Regions from separate parts of the Mus musculus genome. Here all the other regions are linked to region 1. Evidence: chromatin contacts called from public HiChIP or PLAC-seq data. All regions are on one chromosome and are shown on one strand. Each heading gives the region's core, a stretch centred on a gene start, on an enhancer-like site or on the middle of the called end of the contact. The rest is flanking DNA. Distances are from core to core; before and after follow the strand shown.

The links. HiChIP or PLAC-seq counts read pairs in DNA pulled down with a chosen protein or histone mark.
Region 2: an H3K4me3 HiChIP or PLAC-seq map of bone marrow-derived macrophages shows a contact between it and region 1, with 8 times the contacts expected there. The contact joins two enhancer-like sites. A contact is called at or near these places in 4 of 484 Hi-C or Micro-C datasets (bone marrow-derived macrophages, liver, muscle stem cells and 1 more), 5 of 115 datasets of contacts at active chromatin or transcription factors (acute myeloid leukemia, bone marrow-derived macrophages, embryonic stem cells and 2 more) and 1 of 9 other capture datasets (embryonic stem cells).
Region 3: an H3K4me3 HiChIP or PLAC-seq map of bone marrow-derived macrophages shows a contact between it and region 1, with 4 times the contacts expected there. The contact joins two enhancer-like sites. A contact is called at or near these places in 8 of 484 Hi-C or Micro-C datasets (bone marrow-derived macrophages, cortical neurons, granulocyte-monocyte progenitors and 4 more) and 3 of 115 datasets of contacts at active chromatin or transcription factors (bone marrow-derived macrophages and fibro-adipogenic progenitors).

The regions. Positions count from the first base shown.
Region 1 is chr2:68,781,268-68,783,837 of GRCm38.p6, forward strand. No RefSeq gene overlaps it. Among named protein-coding and RNA genes, the nearest start is that of Gm36174, 40 kb to the right of the region's middle. Within about 2 kb of position 1,299, at least 95 of the 459 cell types and tissues checked have an H3K27ac peak or open chromatin away from gene starts, as enhancers often do. A contact at or near this core is called in acute myeloid leukemia, bone marrow-derived macrophages and granulocyte-monocyte progenitors, where this site is marked.
Region 2 is chr2:69,014,020-69,016,589 of GRCm38.p6, forward strand. All of the region lies in intron 4 of Cers6 (ceramide synthase 6), which reads left to right. Among named protein-coding and RNA genes, the nearest start is that of Gm52515, 47 kb to the left of the region's middle. Within about 2 kb of position 1,297, at least 38 of the 459 cell types and tissues checked have an H3K27ac peak or open chromatin away from gene starts, as enhancers often do. A contact at or near this core is called in acute myeloid leukemia and bone marrow-derived macrophages, where this site is marked.
Region 3 is chr2:68,982,271-68,984,840 of GRCm38.p6, forward strand. The region is part of intron 3 of Cers6 (ceramide synthase 6); the gene reads left to right. Among named protein-coding and RNA genes, the nearest start is that of Gm52515, 15 kb to the left of the region's middle. Within about 2 kb of position 1,286, at least 77 of the 459 cell types and tissues checked have an H3K27ac peak or open chromatin away from gene starts, as enhancers often do. A contact at or near this core is called in bone marrow-derived macrophages and granulocyte-monocyte progenitors, where this site is marked.

The DNA of each region.
Region 1 (2,570 bases), core at 49-2,548:
TCAGCCTCTGTGTAAAGAAGATCGAGCAAGTGAACAAGAAGTTTATCACTGCCGAAGATTCAGGCTAAGGACTCTAGCTCAGTGCACCAGAACCTTAGTATGTGGCAGAGTGTCAAAGAGAATTCTTCAGGGTCACCCTGGAGAATGTCATCAAAAAGAGGAGCAACATGACTGTGGCTTCCGGGAGTGCCATCATTCTGACTTGACCAGTCAGGTTTGCAAAGAGGCTGACTCCCCCTGTGTGTAGCCAGGGAGGTAGAAAATTCAAAGGACTGAGAAGAGAATTAAGCTCGGCAAACAGCGCTGTGTAAAATGTATGTCTCTAGGCGCTCTTCTAATCCACATAAATTTGCTTATCTACGGACTGGGAGGGCCTTGAACATGAATTCTTTGAATGTTTGTATGTGCCTTCGAGGACAGGGGATGACCGCAGATGTTACTCAGATGTTTGCCACTGTGTTAGGACCTCACTACTCTCTTTAAGTCTGCCTGGCAGAACCAGTGGTCCTACTATCTCCATATAGCAAATGCTGAGATACAAGAGTGTGCACGTGAGCTGAAGAATCAAACTCCGGTCCGCCAGCTTCTTCAGGGAACACTTTGCCGATTAAGCCATCTTCTCCAGGCCTATGACTTCTAAAAGTGTTTCTCAGGAGCTGTCAGAGGGCCGGGGCAGTGAATCAAGTTAAGAATTGAAAGAGATATGCTCACAACTAACTGCAAGTCTATATGAAGCAGCCCAAGTTAGATCCATCTGAGCCAGCCTATAGTACCAATAGAGATGAAAACAAATTGTTTTGGCTCGCTGTTTGGAATCATTCTGCAGGAACAGAGAATTGAAACATCACCCCAAGTTTCAAAATTCTTGTTCCTGATTGACTAGTAGCTCTTATGGCCCATGTGTCCTCCATCTTGTGCCATCACCGTATCCGTGGGAAAATCATGAAGGATGATGAGTCTGGGAGGCAGAGGGGGTCTGGTCTGACCATATCTGGAAGTAAATCTAACACTTCCACCTGTATTTCATCAGGCAGATCTCTCTTGGACGATTGGGCCTGACCCAGGGATATCTGGGAAATGTAGTCCAGCTGTGGGTTAACTGTGTAAAGGTTGATCTCTAGATCACAAACTGACGTCCTCCCAGGAAACTTCTGAGTGTGAGGTAGGCGCAACAGTATGACACAAATATATGAACTTGTCACTCTGTTCCATTCTAATGCCCCTTTATACTTTATTCCCTGGCCTTTGTAATTATTCACCACCGGAAGTGACACCGAAGTGTCTGGGGCTGGGAGGAAACAGTCTTGTAACTTGAGACTAAGGGTGCCTCTGATCAGGAAATGGGGGCTCTGGAGACACTTTCTGTCGATCTCCCAGTCCCTGATTCATACTTCCTACATCGAGTCTACTTCTGTTAGGCATTTGTGGATGTTGTTGTCCTCCTGGCCATGCTGAAGTTGATGCTTTGGTTTATCTCCGAAGCCCTGCTCTTATCTGTCTTGGCAGCGTTTTTGCTTCCACTCCTGGCAGTTCGATGTCTATTTTAGTACTTCTTCCTCGCATGGCCCGTTGCACACGTACAGATGAGATGTCCAAATGAGCGCTAGCCACTTGCAGGAATCTGAATAAATTGCATCCTTCCTTTTCTCCTTTCTCAGTGAGACGCAGCAGGCTGAGGGTTACAGGAAGGAGCTGCTGAGGAGAGTGGGAAAATGATTCATTGTTTAAAAACAGCCCTCATGTGCACAAGGCAGCTCTGAGACAACAGCTCCCTATCTCCTGCAATTTTCCTCCTATTCTACCCCCATCCTTTATTCTCGTAGACTGTTTAGTATTAAATTTTAACCCAGAGTTCTACAGAATGCCCGGAAATTATTGTGCTGCTTCAGGGTAGGAACAGCCCCCATTTTCAGGTTCCCTTCAGTCCTTACCCTAGTTAATGGCAAATGTCTGACCATTAGCATCCGGAGAAAGACACGCCAGTTTGTCATTATTTTCTCCAGTGGCAAATAGTGATAAATGCTGAAAGGCCCTTTCCATGATGTGGTATTGTTCCTATGCTGGAACCACAGTTGATTAGGGGATAGAGGGATGCCATTTTCAAAGATACAAGTCCATCTTATGAGGTGCACTGGCCCTGGTCTCAAAATTATGGTCAAAGTTTGTGGAAGAAAGAGTATTTCCAGTCTTTCCATTTTTCTTGCTTCCAGTCCTGGCTACCTTAAGTCACTCTAGACTGGAATCTCAGATATTTGTTAACTGCTCAGAGTGTTCCTTGATGGTCTTTCCTCAGTGTAAAGAGCAGTGAGTTGATGGTAGACTCCAGCAACTCCAGTAACTGAAGTCCACATGGGCACTGCCTACTCTAGCTGCCCACAGAGGGATCTGCACAGAGCAAAGTCAGGCAGCCTCACATTGAGGTGAGGACCTGTCTCATCCCCAGCCTCCCATACAGATGCTCACACGTGAGATACCGTGGGCCACACGGAGAATGTTCTGGGAGCTTCAGTTTCAGATGCTCAGTGTTCTGTGTTTCCCCAGACCTAAACTAAGGAAGAGTTTCTCAAGGA
Region 2 (2,570 bases), core at 47-2,546, 230 kb after region 1:
GGAAGTTCAGCAAAATGGAAGTTAAGGAGTAGACCAAACTTGGAGCAATGAAGGAGACCCCCACAATGAAGGATTGTTTGTAGAGTCATGGGATGAGAAGAGGCTTCATGTAATGAAAAATAAGGCGGGGCTAGACGAGCACCCATGTCCGTGATGGATCAGCCAGGACTTCAGCCTTGGTTTAGGAGAAAAATGAAGAAGTTACAGACAGTTGAGCCTGAGCGGGGAAAGGGCCCTGGTTACGGTGGAAGGAAGGAATTGCAGCAGTAGACCCTGGGTGCATGGGAAGACGTGTTGGCCCCGCAGCTGCTGTCGTCTGTGGCTTTTGCCTGTCTTTGGCTTTTGGCTCAGCTCTGGAGATAACCACTTCATCCACATGAGCTTCATCTTGCTAGGTACACTCAGGGATGGTGGGCAGAAAGCCAGTTTTGGACAGTTGGCATGGAAGAGGCTGAACATGAAAAGAGAAAAGAGAGGACACAAGCCTGCTCTTGGCAGCTTACGAAGCTACTTCTGAAAGGAGAGAAGAGAAGAAGTGGAAGTTTAGAGAGACTTCTCAACCTTGGGCATCCAGCTCGATGGGCGAGCTCTTGCCTGGTGTGTACAAGGTTGTGCCGTTCTTTTGCTCTTCAGCACTGCAAAGTCTAAGTACTTATTTACATAAGCAAACAAATAAAGCATCTAATCTGGGCGGTGGTGGCACATGCCTTTAATCCCAGCACTCGGGAGGCAGAGGCAGGAGGATTTCTGAGTTCAAGGCCAGCCTGGTCTACAAAGTGAGTTCCAGGACAGCCAGGGCTATACAGAGAAACCCTGTCACGAAAAAAAAAAAAAAAACAAAAAAAAACAAAAAAAAAAACAAAATAAAGCATCTAAAGATCTTGCCCCTCCCCCTTCCTTCTTCCTCCTTCCCCCTTCCTTCCCCTTCTCTTTTCTTCTTTCCTTCCTTTCCACTTTTTTTCCTACTTCCTCCAGAGCATGCCTGTTTGTTGCTTAAACACGGGGGTATTGTTATTTCACTTGGGATCTTTTCCCACTGGGGTAAGAAGCTGTTTTTTGTCCAAGGGTCCCCTATACTTCATCTGAAGGTAGTGAATAGTGAGGTAGGGTACAGCCTTCTATTTTTGGGTGCCGGACATTAAACCCAGGCTTCATGCATGTGGACTGCTGTGCCTCCAGTCCCTGTCACACGCTTTCTCAAAAAGCTTACGCTTAGAAATAATTGTTGAATGGACTCTAGTTCTGTGGCATCCCTCGGAGAAGCAGGCGGCTGATTTGGGGAAGGAGGGGGAAGTGGGTAGCTCATGTCGTAAGCTATGTCTGCTGAGATCTGTACTGTGACAGTCCAGTGATCTTCTCCCTGGGCAGAAGCTCGAGTTGCTACACCATTTAGAAAGGAAAACCATGTCAGAGAGGTTAAGTAACGTCAGGTGGTAGGGATGGCACCCAGCCCCAGGCTGTGTGATTCTTCACCCGCCCTCACCACTGTCAAACAGCCTCCCCTAAGAAGGGCTTGGTATTGCGTCAAGTCCTGCAGTGCCAGCCTACTCTGATATTATACCTCTTTGCCTTCAGTTGTGGTGGGAGGATGGGAGAGCACTTTATTTTTAAGGACCATTTTTAGACTTAAACATGCTTAGTGTCTACTAAAATTGTATGTGCCTAGGGTTTCCAGAAATACTTTCATGTTTTCAACCAAGAAAAGCTTTTCTTACTGTACTAGGGTCTAGAACGTGTAAAACATATATTACTTTTAATGGGAAAGGTTTGCAATCCCCCACTGCCCCCACTCATAGACTTAGCGAACCTGTTTGACTTGTAGTAACCAGGATGGTTGATGCCTTGAATGCTCAGATGGCCATCACAAGTATGGACTGTAGTGGACTCCTCCCCTTTGATCTTTCCCAGTCCTCATGGCTGTGAGTCTCTCCTCTTATCTCCACCCCGTGCTGTGCAGAGGACATAGCGATCCACATGGACTTGTTGCCTGCTTCCATGCACACCACTAACACTGTCAGCACTGCAGGCAGAGTTGCTGAAAGTCTGTAATCAGGGCACATCAGATCTGCTCTTTATCCACGTGGCAGATGGTGGGACTCATGCGATCCATATTGAGAACTGAGCACATTTCTAAGCTAGAGAATAGGAAAAAGAAGTAGGAAACTGAACATTCTAGAACTTGCTTTTAAAATGAAGCAAATGTCCCACATACTGCCTTGCCCGTGGGTTGAAACTGACATTGGAAGAATGGGCAGGAAAAGTAAAGAGACCATTTGAGGGAGACGGTATATTCTCATTTCCCACTTTCTTTTCCGTATCTCCGGAGAGAAAGGGAAATTTGTAGACACAAATGCCAAAGGGTGTCCCGTTTTCCTGGTAGAGGTCCAGAGGATAAAGTGCCTGTCACTCCATTTCTGCTTCTCTGGGCCCGAATCACTGTTACCTTCCCCAACCCTCCTCTTGCTCCCAATACAGACAGTTGGCTCAACAGCTTGCTTTGGTTTTGGCATGACCAGCAAATATCAGTTCTTCAAGTGCAGTGGCCTAACTCCTGAAGCCCATCTACAGCC
Region 3 (2,570 bases), core at 36-2,535, 200 kb after region 1:
GCTGACTCTTAGGTTTAGTGAAGCTGATGGATGCAAATGACTGCTACCTTTGCTGGAGCTTAATGCCCTGTCCTGTAGAGAGGGAAGCTCTGTCACTAGCAAGCCATTCCACCTTGCTTTTAGGGAGGTTTGCAGAACCCGAGCTTGGGCTCACACCAGGAACAGCATCCCAGGAGAGACGAGCAGCTGATGGTTTGCATGCAATGCTTTGGTAATTCCCTGCCCTGCTCCTGACGGGCAGAGTCTGAGATACTTGGGAGAGTATGTGCAGGGTATAGAGAGGGGCTTTTGTGTTAGTTTGGGTTATGGCCCACACTTTCTTCTCATGTGGTTCCTGCTAGGGAAACTTTAGACCAGCACTAGGCTGAGCGCTGAGACACTTTGGGAAACATTAATGTCAATCAGCTGCTCATTAAGATACAAATGCCAACACTATTTGCCTTCGAATGATTGCGTTGTTTCTTTTAAAAGATGTTTACCTTTTCGTATTTGTTGATAGTCTCCTATGTGTGTATAATGAATTTTAGCCCTTTCACCTTCCTCCCATTTCCCTCTCTCCCCCATTCTCCCTCCCACTGGAACCATTCTTTTTCCCAAAGGGTCTGTCTTTTACTACCATGTTGCTTTTGTATGTAGAACCCACTGTGAGCATGGGTAGCAAGTTACTTCCCCAAGCATGAACAATTCATCAGAAGCCACACCACTGAAGAAAGTGACAAATTCTCCCCCAGTGACCATTCACTTCCTGTAGTCCCTCAGGGAGGCCTGTGGGGGACTCATGAGTCTCTCCCCTTAGAGGGTATAGAATAGGTTAAGTGGAAGCAGTCTGTTGTCATGGGTCTTTTTTTTTTTTTTAAACTTGACTTCCTGACCTATTTCCAGAATGTTCTGTTCACGTGACTATGAAAGGATAGCCTGGCAGAACAGCTTTGGAGGGAAAATGGTGTTACAAGAGAGACTGCTCAAATACTCCAAAGGCTCGGTTCCTTGCCTGCAAGCACGGAAATACTGTTTTAGGGCCCTGCTCCTTTGTTAGCCCACACAATTTTAAATTGAAAACATGGGTTATGAAGTTAGTATAATCATCTGTTTGCTCTGAAGAAAACATGAGTGTGAGATTCTTTTATCATAGCAAAAGTACTAAGTAGATGTCTTGGTCCCTTGGGAATGCAAGGTTTTTCTCGTCTCCTTCCTAATTCTGGAATTCTAGTGGTTGAGCACTGAGGCAATGTCTGACATATCTCTGACTCACTTTCATACCATTGCTAACTAAGCTTAGACTTTCTCAACTGCCACATACCAAAGCCAGGTGACAGGATGCCTTCCTATATAAAGACATTCTGGGACCAGCCCTTGGGAGTTCTGGAGACAAGGTTGCATGTAACCCAGATTGGCTTCAAACTTGCTTTGTCGTTGACTATGATTTTGAAATTAGCCTCCTGCTTTACTTCCTGAGGGCTGGGATCGTAGGCTTGCATCATCCTGGCTGGTTTATGCAGTGCTAAGGATTGAGCCCAGGGCCTTCTGCTTTTTAGGCAAGCACTCTACCAACTGAACTACATCCCCAGCCCTTATGTGCCCACTTTAGAAGATGAAACAATATCAATTGTGTGTTAATTACATTAATTGAAGGCTTATATAGGAATGCTTACTCATTTACTGCCACGAAGTAACATGTTCACATTCCTCATTGGCGTCTGTCTTTGACTGCAGTGGAGTCACTTCATAACATCCAGAAGAAACCAGCAGACTTTGTTCTTTTTACCCCCATTGCAGTTGTGTTTGGCATCTACTTTTGAAGTTGTTCCTCTAACTCAGTGGTTCTCAACCTCCCTAATCCTTCCTAATTCCTGTGATCCTTTAACACAGTTCCTCATGTTGTGCTGATGCCCAACCATAAAATTGTTTTGTTGCTACTTCCTAACTGTCATTTTGCTAGTGTTATAAATCATAATGCAAATATCTGTGTTTTCTGAGGATCTTAGGTGACCCCTGTGAAAGTATCTTCCAACCCCCAAAGGGGTCATGACCCACAGATGGAGAAGCACTGCTCTAAAGTTTATCCCGTGCCCAGCCATCCTTTACCTCTTTAGTGCATTTTATTTTTGTTTCTTCCAATAGATGTATACTGGCAATCTCTAAAACTCTCCCTTACTGCATTCCTTACTAAAAGAGATCTTAAGAGGCTGTTTGTAATCATGTCTGATATGAACAGTTACACGGTCATGATGCTAGAATAGTCAAGCCTTTTGTTTGCTTTTTTGTTAAATGCCTCTGCTTTCTTAAAAGAGCTGATGGCATCAGCTGACCTTTCTAAGCATCACAAACTAACATTGATTGAGGAGGTCAAGTGGCTTCATTAAGAGAATACTTCTTTGTTCAAAAATAAAGCACCCAAGAGAGAACATTGTCAATAAGAGACTGTGTAAGAACTTGAGTGCATGACAAACTCTTCCTTTTGGAAAGGAAGAAAGAAACCCCCAGCTACTCATAGTATAGTGATTAACAAAGGGTCTTCTTTTTTCTCCCTCCATCTGTACTAGAAATGTACTTTTTTTTTTCTCATCCGA